3 separate regions of the Mus musculus genome follow, and regions 1 and 3 are each linked to region 2. The links are chromatin contacts, called in public Hi-C and HiChIP or PLAC-seq maps. All regions are on one chromosome and are shown on one strand. The core of a region is the stretch at or near the end of the contact, and the rest is flanking DNA. Distances in the headings are between cores, read along the strand shown.

Region 1 (4,033 bases), core at 1,465-3,964, 360 kb after region 2:
ATGAACCTTCCTTTGCTTCTCAGCATGTGCTTAAGGAACCTTGTCCAAGCTGTGACGAAAGGATGGACCATCTAGTGATTGCCATATCTGGGGATCCATCCCATAATCAGCTTCCAAACGCTGACACCATTGCACACACTAGCAAGGTTTTGCTGAAAGGACCCAGATATAGCTGTCTCTTGTGAGACTAGGCCGGGGCCTAGCAAACACAGAAGTGGATGCTCACAGTCAGCTATTGGATGGATCACAGGGCCCCCAATGGAGGAGCTAGAGAAAGTATCCAAGGAGCTAAAGGGATCTGCAACCCTATAGGTGCAACAACATTATGAACTAACCAGTATCCCGGAGCTCTTGACTCTAGCTGCATATGTATCAGAAGATGGCCTAGTCATCCATCTCTGGAAAGAGAGGCCCATTGGTCGTGCAAACTTTATATACCTCAGTACAGGGGAACGCCAGGGCCAAAAAGTGGGAGTGGGTGGGTAGGGGAGTGGGGGGGGAGGGTATGGGGGACTTTTGGGATAGCATTGGAAATGTAAATGAGGAAAATACCTAATAAAATATTTAAAAAAATAAAAGAAAGAAAAGAAAGCTTGTCCTAGGGCTGGTAATAAAGTTTAGTTAGTAAAGTGCTTACCATACAACTCAGGCCATAGAAGACATGAGTTTGATTCCCAGAACTCATAAAAAGATCCAAGTATGATCCAGTGCACTTGCAATCCCATCCCTGGAAAGGTAGAGACTCCCAATTTCTTCATGTTTAAATGAATTAAAAACTAATTCATGTCTAGATTAATGTTTTTAGCTTTAAATTTTTATTTTATTGTGTTTATTAATACTGTATACATTCAGCGGTTAGGTAAATGTGTGCACATGTGGAAGACAGAGAACAACTCGGTGGAGTGTCTCTTTGTGGGTTCAATGTGTAGAAGTCAGGTCATAAGGCTTATGAGGCAAGAGCTTTTAATCACTGATCAATCTCAAAGACCAAAAACTATTTTTAAAAAATTGCATATACATATATGTGTGTTTTGTGTGTGTGTGTTAGTTACATTTCCCTTGCTGTGATAAAACACCATGACCAAGTCAATTTATAGACAGAAGGGTTTACTTGGGCTCCTGGTTCCACGGAAGTAAGAGTCCAACATGGCAGCAAGCAGCTGTCATAGGCTGGAGCAGGATGCTGAGAGCTCACATCAGGAGCCACAAACAGGAGCCACAAACAGGAAGCAGAGAGTAAACTGTTGGCAAAAATTTTTGAACTGTCAAGGCCACTTCCAGTGACACAAGAAGGCCATACAGCCAAAGCCTAAGCCTCCCCAAACAGTATAGTACCACAAACTGGGTGACCGTTCTCTCTCTCTCTCTCTCCCCCTCCCCCTCCCCCTCCCCTCCCCCTCCCTCTCCCCCTCCCTCTCCCTCTCCCTCTGCCTCTCCCTCTCCCTCTCCTTCTCCCTCTCCCTCTCCTTCTCCCTCTCAGACCTAAGTCACTTGATGTTTTGCCTATCCACTCACAAATGCTATAACTAGTATCAAAGTCCACTGTGGTTATTTGCTTAGAAAGCCCTGTTCCCTGTGAGACACTGGCCTCCTCTCCTGCAGGAACAGTGACTTATTAAAATCTGCATCTTAATTGAGAATGCTAAGAAATGCATGTCTTTTGAAAGAATAACATGAAAAAAATTAGAGGAATAGGCACAGAGGAGGACATGTTCTCCACCCATCTGCAGGTGACATTGCCCCCTAAACAATATTGTTCTGAAGTCCTTTGCAGTCAGTCAGCCGGGTGCTCAGCACCCCAATGAGGATAAAGCTCCTGGAATGTGGGTTTCAAAGAAGGCCAGATTAGTTATATTGACAATAGCTCTCCTCCACTTTCTCTCACTGGATAAATAGATTCAAAACTAGGGTGTTCCTAAGCAGGAAATGTCTGCTTCCAAGTCAAGCTATGTGCATTGAAGGTCTTAAACTTTACAAATGTCTGCTTTCTAGTTCCAAGTCCCCTTCTAAACTCTGGTTTGGAAGCTGAGGATCTGCTTGTATCTTTTCAACTTGGAAACAGAACCACACTTGTTGCATCCTGGCCCTTTGGCAAAGACAAGCTACAGACAAAGGACTCAGGCTCATCTCCAGGCCGTCTCCCACATGACCTCCTTTCTGCCACCTGAAACCTGGAAAGTAGAGTCAGGAAGCAATCAAAGGCAGGACCCCAACATCACCTCTGTTCCCCAGCTGAATCAGAAGCAGTCAGGCTGGGCAAACTCCCTTATTAAAAGTGGGCTCCCATTTGGACCTCCTCGCCCCTTTCAGTGAAAAAAAAAGTTAATCTCACCCTAACTCTGTTTTGTAAATACAAATACAAAGCCTGGCTCCAAAGTACCAGGGAGAACACATTTCCCAATAAGGAGGGAAATGGCATTTACAGGAAGGTCTGAAAGGCCCCTTCAGCAGCCTGCATTTTTGTAAGCCCTGTATGAAACCCGTATGTGGGCATGACTAATGGATCCACCTAATTAAATTTTTACAGCATTCCAGGGCTGGAGTGTCAAATGTTTGCTTCCAGCTTGTCTCCTTGTAACACTGTCAAGTAAGTCTTCCATCCCACCCCCTCCTACACACACCTTTTTTATTTTTTTTAAGGGATGTAAGCTGCATTCCAGTGCGGTATGAAACCAGAATTTGGCATTTAGCAAGATGGAATTTGAACCTTAAAAATACAGTTGACCTCATGACTCCTGTGGACTTTGGAGAAAGAGGGCTTGCGGAGGGTACTGTCTAAGATGCACTTCCCAAAGATCTCTCGCTCTTTGTCTTCCATAAAAAAAAGGTGGGGGCATGAAATTGGACCATGTGGAGATAGATGTTTAAGTTTGACATATGTCAATCAATCTTTGATGTTTTCGAAACTTGAAATTCTCCAGGTATGGTCCAAATATCATGAACATCAGGACTCCCTGGGGAGCTTGTGAAAATGCATGTTTCTGGAGTCTACGACAAATCATCTGAATCAGAATTTGGAAGCGGAGCCAGGTAGTCCAGAAGAATGAGTAACCACCCTGGTGGTTCCAGGGGACCCACAGAAGTTTGCTTCACCTGCATAAGAGACCTAGAAGAATCCATCACAGCGGGGAGTTCCCTGTCCCTTCCCCAAACCAGCCCACCCCTTCTACACAGTGTTATGAACACATATACACAAAAACAGGCAATGCATATGAATAAGGAACCCATCCTTATTTAGACATACTTGAGCCTAGACAACACACATATTTGGAAGTAAATCCTGCTTCCCACGTGTTCTAGTTCAAAGCATTATACCTCAGCTCTTGTTGGACCAAACTACCAACTCATCAAAGATTTCTCTTTCTAATTCATCATAGGGAAAAATCACTACCTATAAGCAACTCAGAAAGCCATCCTGCCCCCAGCCTCTATCCTAATGTGGTAATCTCCTCATGCCGTAACAGATGGTTGACTACAGTCAGAAATGTATGATGCAATTGTGTGAGTTCCTTGGCAGCCATTCCTCCTGGACCTGGTCTGAGGACAGATGAACCGCTGCCATACTGAGCCAAATAAACAGACTTGCAACCAATGGGACTTCAGAATTGGGAGTTCCCTACAGTGTCTTCAGGGAGCTGTTTGCTTTGAACACATTGCAGGACCTCACTGCACCCCAAACTCCTTTTCCATAAGCTGAAGGTCTCTGAAGATGAAACAAGTCTATGTGGGAATGGCCAAGGTCAAGGCACAGGATCAGCCAATAATAAGCAGCCGTGAACCAATGTCTATTCAACACATGGGAGAGTTCTCCCTCTGCATCCTGTCCCTTCCAGCTATGGGCTGGGAAATCATGTGTACTTTGCTTAACCCCTTGAAACATCATTCTCCTCACAGGTGTAGAAGGATCATTGCCACTGGAATCACAGACCTGTTGGGACAAATGTCATGTAGTGTAAGAACAGGGGACAGGATAATCCTGAAAAAAAGATGCGGCCCTCTCCTCCTCCATTTCTCTGAAAATATATCTTACAGC
Region 2 (3,954 bases), core at 105-2,604:
AAGATTAGTATTGAGCAGTGGTAAATGAGAGACCCAAGGGTGACTCAGACTTGGTTTCCATCCAGGTCTTTGCACTCCCCATCAGGAGAGCTATTTGAAATGACCACTCACTTTTTCCTTTCTGTCTCTGTCTCTCATTATCCTCTCTTTATTTTTATGCATGTATAAATATGTACACTTTTAAATCTAGCTTCTGTATAAAAGAGAAAGCATGGGTTCTTCTTGTTATGCGCTTTGACTTATTTCATTTAACCTGATGTTTCCAGTTGCATCCATTTTTATCCAAGTGTCAAATACACACACACACACACACACACACACACACACACACACACACACACACACACACAACACGTGTGTGTGTGTATACATATATGTGTATACATATATGTGTGTGTGTGTATATATATATATACATATACATACACACACACACACACACACACACACACACACACACACACAAGATTCCATTGAATAGAGGTATTGTCTCTTCTTTGTCCATTTGTCTGTTGATGGACATCTCCTAGGCTACACAGAAAGACTATGTAAATAAATAAAGATTCAGATAATTAAATAAATACATAAATAAAATTTCCAAAAGGTAAAAACAAATCAGTAAGTGAAGAAATAGCCTTGAGCTCATTTTAGACTTTCTTTTGAGGGAATGGAGGAATCACTCAAGGCTCATAAAGAAGAGGCTGCCATGGTCAGAAATGATTCTCTGCTAGAAATGAATTAGGAGGTATAGAGGGGAGCCTGACACAATGTTACAGTGATGAGCACTGAGCGTGTTATCAAGAAAAGATGGATAAAGGTGTTATTGACAGGGCTGAGGAGATGGTCCAGGGATAAACCACTTGTTGGTAAGCATAAGGACCTAGGTTGGGAGACCACATAAAGATGGATGTGATAGTGTGCGCTTGTAATTCCAGGTCTTTTGTGTTGGGATAGGAGGCAGAGGCAGGAGGATTTCTAGAAGCTGGTAGGCAATAGTGATGGTGAGCAAGAGAACCTGCCTCCAACAAGGCAAAGGCAAAAGCACTGACACCTGAGATGTTCCTCTGACCCCCCCCCCCCCACACACACACACACACACAGGCACTCGAGGAGAGAGGGGGGAGGGGAGATTAAAAGAGTGGATAGATAGGGAAAGAGAGGAGCAAATGAGGATGACTCTGTAATTGTCACGTGGATGGCGAGCCCTGGAAGGAGACAGGAGGCTCGCCAAGGACAGCCAAGCGTATTGTTAGGAATGAGGAACCTGAGAACACGAGGAGCAAACTACCATGGTGTGAGCCACTGAAGGAGCTGGATATCTAAGACTCGGGATGCTGGTTGTCAGGGAGACACTACCCATGATGTCACACTCTGGTGACTGCTGTTAATGAAGTGTAATTAGCAACGTGGACAGAACACATGGACAAAGAGACATGGGATACATTCCCTAAGCCTTTAGAAAGGGACTCATTCTCATGCTATCTGTATGCCAGAATTATTTCCTTTTCTTTTTTAATATTTTCTTCACTCTTTTTTTGTTTTATCCAGTTCTTTTACTTTGTGTGTGTTTTACCCCTTTAGGACAACAATCTCAAACTTACGGGGGGTTGGGAGGAACAAAAAGGAAGGGAAAAAGTAACTGTTTTTGTTTTTGTTCTCTCTCTCTCTCTCTCTCTCTCTCTCTCTCTCTGAATTTCCAGTCTAATCCAAGAGCAAATCTGGCATAAGGGAAATCATTTTGGAAAATAAAAGTCACCTACAATGGGGCTTAGAGGGGATCTGGGAAGAAGAGGCAAGGGAGGGGGGCAGGGTTTGGATGCAGTTTTAACTGCGGGGTGATCCAAAACAGTTACGTTTTGAAAAGCCTGACAAAACCAAGTGAGAAGGAGAACAGGCTTTTCAGCTCCTCTAACCCCGGACAGCTGGCCCCCTGCCAACGTCAATATTAGCCAAAGAAGCTTGGCCCCCATTCAGGCTGATCAAATGTGACTTAGGAGGATGCGCGGACCCAGGCTTAGAGGACGCACACGCGCTCCGTGAGTCAGGATAATAATTACAGGCTTTAATAAACGCAAACACGGTGATAACAGCTTTACATAGTCAGGGCTGCCGATGCCAAGACCCGACAGTCACCAATTTGGGATTTTAGCCATAACCAAGGAGCCCACTGGTACATTCCCTCCTCATCACGAGCCTCCCCTCTCTGCCAGTACTCCATAACCTAGCAACCCCAACCAGTCACTTGGCTTAGGTTCCATCAAGGATCCAGATTTGGCTCCCGATGCGCCCTACTGCCTGATCGTGGCTCACAATGTTCTTCTCTGCATGGCCTTCTTTTTAAACTCACTATGCAAATCCCAGTGTTGGGGTTCAGAGTTAGGAATGAGAGGGGCCTGCCTTCCTTCCCTCTGGCAGGTCTGAACTCTTAGTATTTTTAGAGACTATGTTCATGTTGCATACACGAACACACACACACACACACACACACACACACACACACACACACACAGACACACACACACACATACACACACAGACACACACACACATACACACACACACACATACACACACATACACACACACACACACACACACACACACACACACACACACACACACACACCTTGCCCCAACTCATTCAGAACTGCCTAAGATGTACAGTTGAATAGACAGACACGTCACTTAAAAGCCTGAGAGAATCCCTTATAGGCTTCCATTCCATAGCTGACTCTCTTATTCACTAGTTACCCAAAGGTGAGCCTGTTTCCATCTTCTGAGTCCACAATCCTCACTTATTAAAGAAGAGTCAGAATGTGGATTGCTTACTGACATTGTCAAGGTGGAGGACAGGGGAGGATGACAGTTCTATGGCAGCGCTGTGGAGCAATAGATGTTCAACTAATCATAGCTAACTGTGCCCTGGCTATGTGCCAGCCTCTGTGCTTATCAATTTATGTGCAGTGCTTTTAAAGTGGTTATTGCTCTCATTGTTTTCTCTTGGGAACACTCTTACTACGTCTACAATCTTAACCTGAGTAAACTCCAAGAGGAATATCTCAAGGTCATTATAGGCACTCCATAAATACTTGTGAAGTGAATGAGAAGTTTTATCTTTTTCTTCTAGGGACCCTTGATATCTTTAGTACTGAGATTCCCTCTCCTCCATCACACAGGGAAACTGAGGCCAAGGCAGTCTGTGTTAGAGGGCAGGGTAACATGCAAGCTCCACACCAGAATGGGCTCTGGATGGTGCTCCGGTGGTAGTGCAAGCAATCTGCACAGCCTCCTCCATCTTCCTTCTCTGCCCAGTTATCCTTGAGACAAGCCAGCCATCTCAGGGCCAGGTTCTGGCTAAGGCAGAGTACAATTTTCAGCCCATGAGAGCAAGCCCCATGCTGTCTGCTATCCCAGGACAGAATCCTTGGACACCAAAGCCTTTAGGCAGCCAGCCAAGGAAGCTGTGGGCCTCTTGGCGGCCCAGCTTGTGGCCAGGGAATTGTTCATGAGAGGAAGTCTTTCCTCCATCCTCACTGGGACCAATGCAGGTGCAGGCTCTTGGCCAAGGCTGTCTGGAAGGGGAGAAGGGGAGGAAGGAGACAGGGAGGAGGAAACCCCCTGGTCCTGTTATATTCAGGGAGAGATGGACCACAGGGCTGTTGTTCTGGGGGTGCAACTACAGAGCTATGTGCAGAGAAGACCTTTGCAAGGGTTAGGGGTGTTGTCTCTGTCTTTGCAAAAAGGGTGTTCTCTTCTTTTCAAAGAAAAGTCTCTGCTCTCCTGGAGAGCAACCATGAGCTGTATGCATGATTGGTCCTTGCAGGCTTCTCTGATCTTTTATCAACACTAGAAAGTGATGTAGCCTAACAAGGAGACAAAGAAATAGGGCTGCTTAGATGGCTCAGTGGAAAAGGTAGGTGCTTTCAGGACAAGCCTGATGACTTGAGTTAGACC
Region 3 (4,088 bases), core at 1,391-3,890, 260 kb after region 2:
AAGTCAGCTATCTTAGGAAATTGGTCCAAGAAACAGTCATTGGGGGCTAGTGTGTCATTTTAACACTAATGCTCATACCTCATGTTCATTGTCATAAGCAACAGCTCTGTGTGTTGTGTTTGCCCTACCATCCTGCCAATATTCTGAGCCTATGAGAAATTAGCATTAATCACCTAAATCTGAAACATTTTAATACTTAAAGCTTTCTGAACATTGACATGATGCTACAAGTGGAGAATAGGATGGCTTACAATCAAAAGACAGGCATATGAGAAACACTGCCCAAGGTTGCATCCAAGAGGGATGTGTCAAAGTTGTTTATGAAATATCAGTGAGTCTCATCTTGGTTCCTCTTCCCTGAGATGGTTTCTTATCCATAAGTGAGCACTTTGAAATCTGAGGAGAATCCAGAGTACTTCTGGTCTCAAGGGTTTCAGTTTAGTGGCATTCACCCTGTACCAAAGTTTCCATAAGTGTTTTCTGATTCAAGAAGAGAAGGCCTTGTCTACTAAGAGCCTGTTTCAAACTAAAGAGAGGGCAGCAGGTATGTGGGTGTTGTATGGCTACCTCACTGGGCTGATGTAAGGATTGCGTGAGCCCCTGGATTTGTACAAGGCTTGTAAATGTAAGGCCCAGACAAACACGCACATTGTCAGGTTCCTCTGTGCTATGTGTGCCAGTCAAGCAACCCAATATTTTTTTTAGGGTGATGTTGACACATGTCAAACACATTAACATTCCGATTGAAATGACTCATTGGTTCAGGAGTCACTGCAGAAGCCCAAGAGGGAATTTGAGGGAGAGGCAGTGTGAATTGTTAAGAAGATTGTGACCTGCAGGCTTCTCTCTGTCTCTGTCTCTGTCTCTGTCTCTGTCTCTGTCTCTGTCTCTTTCTCGGACCCCCTCTCTGAATTGTTGTTGTTATAGAGAGGATACTGCTGCTATATATTGTTATTTATACCACCATCATTGTTACACTAACTGTAAGTCTATCTGAGACCCCAAGCTAGAGACTGAGTAGGAGGATGCTCTCCTCTGTCTTGGCAGCCTCAGCCCACCCTTTCGTATTAGCATATGATAATTTCTGCAGCATCCTCCCTGGCTATGCTATCAGTTCCATTCTCCTAGGCTTTCTCGGGAACTCAGTCTACCCTCTTTAGGTTGATATTAAGATGACAATGCTAGAGGTTGGGGTCAGTTTTGAAAGATGGCCCCCTGCCCTTCAACGTCTTCTCCCCAAGATGGTTCCTTAATTCTAAGGAGAAACATTATCTCAGAAAAAAAATCAAGAGGGACAGCTCTAGAAGTTGAATACACAAGGTTGGCCTCAGAGCACCATACACATACATGTACATGTAGTTACACAGACACAGACACAGACACAGACACAGACACAGACACAGACAAAGACACACACACACACACACACACACACACACAGAGAGAGAGAGAGAGAGAGAGAGAGAGAGCACATGAATATCCACACATGAACACAATTCTCACAATTCTTCATGTACTTGATATGTGTTACTGAAGTTGGTTGTCCAGTTTAATTTGGGTTTTAGAAAGATGCATCTGTATTTGGGGTCCCAATAAAATAAATCCAGAATCTAACATTGACAGCTAAATCTGATCCTCTTTCTGGTGAGATCATCACAGAGCACTCTTGATGTGCACTCTTTCCTGTGGGTTGAAAAGCCTCTCTTTTCAGGATATGGTCTCAGTGAGTGCCTGAGTTCCATAGTCCTTGTCTATGGTTACCATTGGATTAAGCTATATTCTTTGCATCCAAGTCTAAGGTCAACTTCCCCTCTCTGTCATGAACACTATCCCAGGATGATAGACTACTGTCCTCCCCCATCTTTAACTTTTTTTTTTACACATCACTCCTAAGAAGGTTGTCAGAACGCTGTTATCTGCCACCGGATGATCGTCAGCGTCTGAGCCACTGCGTGTTCTTTTTGAAGATGATCAACTTATGGGTTTAGAGTAGAATTCGGTTTCTTTGATACTGTCTCCCCAAGGTCAGATCATCACTGGTCTGATCACCTACCTCTGGTTCAGACCTTTAAATAGGCACTTGTTCCTATTAACAAGGATAAAAGCGGTTCACAGGCTCAGCATCTCAGTGTCGCTGGATAGAAGCGAGAGTGCCAGTCCCTGCTTTCCTGGATGATTAACTACAGAAATGGCTGGGGCTCAGACAAAACCACTGTTGAAGTTCACAAATTTCTAGTACTCATATTCCACTTCATAGATTCTCTCAGCTCATTTGCCTAGGACCCATCTTGGTCTATAGATGCATATAAAGGGCCATGCTCAATGTTTTCCTCAGACAGGATGATAGCATTCTGTGCTCCAAAGCCATGAAAATTATTCCAAGATTTGATTTTTCTATATTCTTCAAGATCTACCAGCAATCCCTAAGCCTGAGCTTTATTCTTGATGTGTCTCACACTATTATTGTTTAAGTTCAGTGGCTTTGCCAACACATTGTGACCCCGCTCTATAATGACGCACTGTGGCCATATGCCCCATCTCCACAAGTCCTGGGCTTGCCGCCCATGCTGTCCCCACCCCTGACTCCCACTCTATGCACAAGGGCCTCAGAAGGCAGAACTTAATTCAGACCAGCTGCCTTTCTTCTGCTGCTCCAGATAAACATGGGCCTGAGCGCACTGTGCTAGCTCAGTTGGACCCATGAGAGAGGTAGTCGAATGGCAAATCCACCTCGCAAGCCTGTAACGTTCTCTCATGGGACACTTGATCTGCCTTTCCCGTCCAGATCTGCTGAGTATTTTAATGTTGTAGTTTGTCTTGTCTGTTTACAACATCGTCAGTATCTATGGCATCTCTCCCAATAAGAGGTCACGAGGACCTTCCCTTGAACTCCAGCTTCTGCTACTTTGGGGGTGACCATCAACTTCTTGGAAACTGCTGCTGCCCCCAACAGTTAATGTCATGTGCATTGTGAAGCTTAGCATTAAAGATTAAAAAAAAAAATAACCACACTTTGTGGTGATGTTTGGTGTTCTTTACACCATGTAATAGAAGAGAGATAGATAGGAATTTTGAAAAATAGATTTCTGGTTGACCACAAGTGGAGAGAGACCGCTGACAGAAACGTTGACCCTCTGAGTAGCTCTTCCAGGCTGTACGCGCTATTGTATGACTTCTTTCCTTCCCTGGGGTTGCTGGGAAGGTCTTTAGGCCTCAGTTCTTTCTGTGGCATTGTTCTACTTACTCCTCAGCTGAGCAGATGCCAGACATCTAGCCCCTGGTTCTGTCATGTATGGCTCCAGGCAGCTCTGAATGCTCACATCATTGTGTCTAGACAGGCAGCCAAAATAGCCTCAAATGAGCCTCCTTCCCTTTCTTCCTTTCTTTCTCCCCCCACCCCTTTCTTTTTCTTTTTCTTTTTCTTTTTCTTTTCCTTTTCCTTTTTCTTTTTCTTTTTTTTTCTTTTTCTTTTCCTTTCCTTTCCTTTTCTTTTTTCTTTTTGTTGTTGTTTTGGTTTTGGTTTTTCAAGTCACAGTTTCTCTGTGTAGCCCTGATGGTCCTGGAACTCACTCTGTAGACCAGGCTGGCCTCGAACTCAGAAATCCACCTGCCTCAGCCTCCCGAGTGCTGGGATTAAAGGCATGTGCCACCACTGCCAGGCTCTCCCCTTCTTTCTTTCTCCCTTTCTCTCTCTCTCTCTCTCTTTCTTTCTTTCTTTCTTTCTCTCTCTCTCTCTTTCTTTCTTTCTCTTTCCTCCATTTCTAGCCTCCGTTTCTCCCTTCCTTATTTCCCTCCCTTCTCTACTTTATCTCCTTATCCCCTCCTTTTCCTCCTTTTTTACTGTCTCCCTCATTTTCCTCTTCCTCCTTCCTCTTTTGTTCTCTCTTTCCTTTTACTTTTTCCTCACTTCCTCCCTCCATCCCTTCTTTCCTTTCTTTCTACTCCTCTTTTCTTCCTTCTTTCTCTCCTCTCTTCCTCTTTTCCTTTCTTCCTTCCTTCCCTACCTCCTTTCTTTCTTCTCTCTCTCTCTCCCCACCCCTTGTCCGTGTCTTGAATTCATCTGGGAATCTCTGTAGTAAATTGAATGC

Evidence for each region. Hi-C and Micro-C count contacts between places; a contact is called where the count stands out from the background. HiChIP or PLAC-seq counts read pairs in DNA pulled down with a chosen protein or histone mark.
Region 1: an HNF4G HiChIP or PLAC-seq map of pancreatic cancer cells shows a contact between it and region 2. The contact joins two enhancer-like sites. A contact is called at or near these places in 5 of 115 datasets of contacts at active chromatin or transcription factors (SST interneurons, astrocytes, pancreatic cancer cells and 2 more).
Region 3: a contact with region 2 is called in a Hi-C map of uterus, with 4 times the contacts expected there. The contact joins two enhancer-like sites. A contact is called at or near these places in 6 of 484 Hi-C or Micro-C datasets (adipose-derived mesenchymal stem cells and uterus).

What each region holds. Positions count from the first base shown.
Region 1 is chr8:115,755,717-115,759,749 of GRCm38.p6, reverse strand. No RefSeq gene overlaps it. Among named protein-coding and RNA genes, the nearest start is that of Gm51552, 38 kb to the right of the region's middle. Within about 2 kb of position 2,714, at least 32 of the 459 cell types and tissues checked have an H3K27ac peak or open chromatin away from gene starts, as enhancers often do. A contact at or near this core is called in pancreatic cancer cells, where this site is marked.
Region 2 is chr8:116,114,196-116,118,149 of GRCm38.p6, reverse strand. No RefSeq gene overlaps it. Among named protein-coding and RNA genes, the nearest start is that of Gm31225, 75 kb to the left of the region's middle. Within about 2 kb of position 1,354, at least 61 of the 459 cell types and tissues checked have an H3K27ac peak or open chromatin away from gene starts, as enhancers often do. A contact at or near this core is called in pancreatic cancer cells and uterus, where this site is marked.
Region 3 is chr8:115,858,138-115,862,225 of GRCm38.p6, reverse strand. All of the region lies in intron 1 of Gm31037 (a long non-coding RNA gene), which reads right to left. Among named protein-coding and RNA genes, the nearest start is that of Gm31037, 3.9 kb to the right of the region's middle. Within about 2 kb of position 2,640, at least 5 of the 459 cell types and tissues checked have an H3K27ac peak or open chromatin away from gene starts, as enhancers often do. A contact at or near this core is called in uterus, where this site is marked.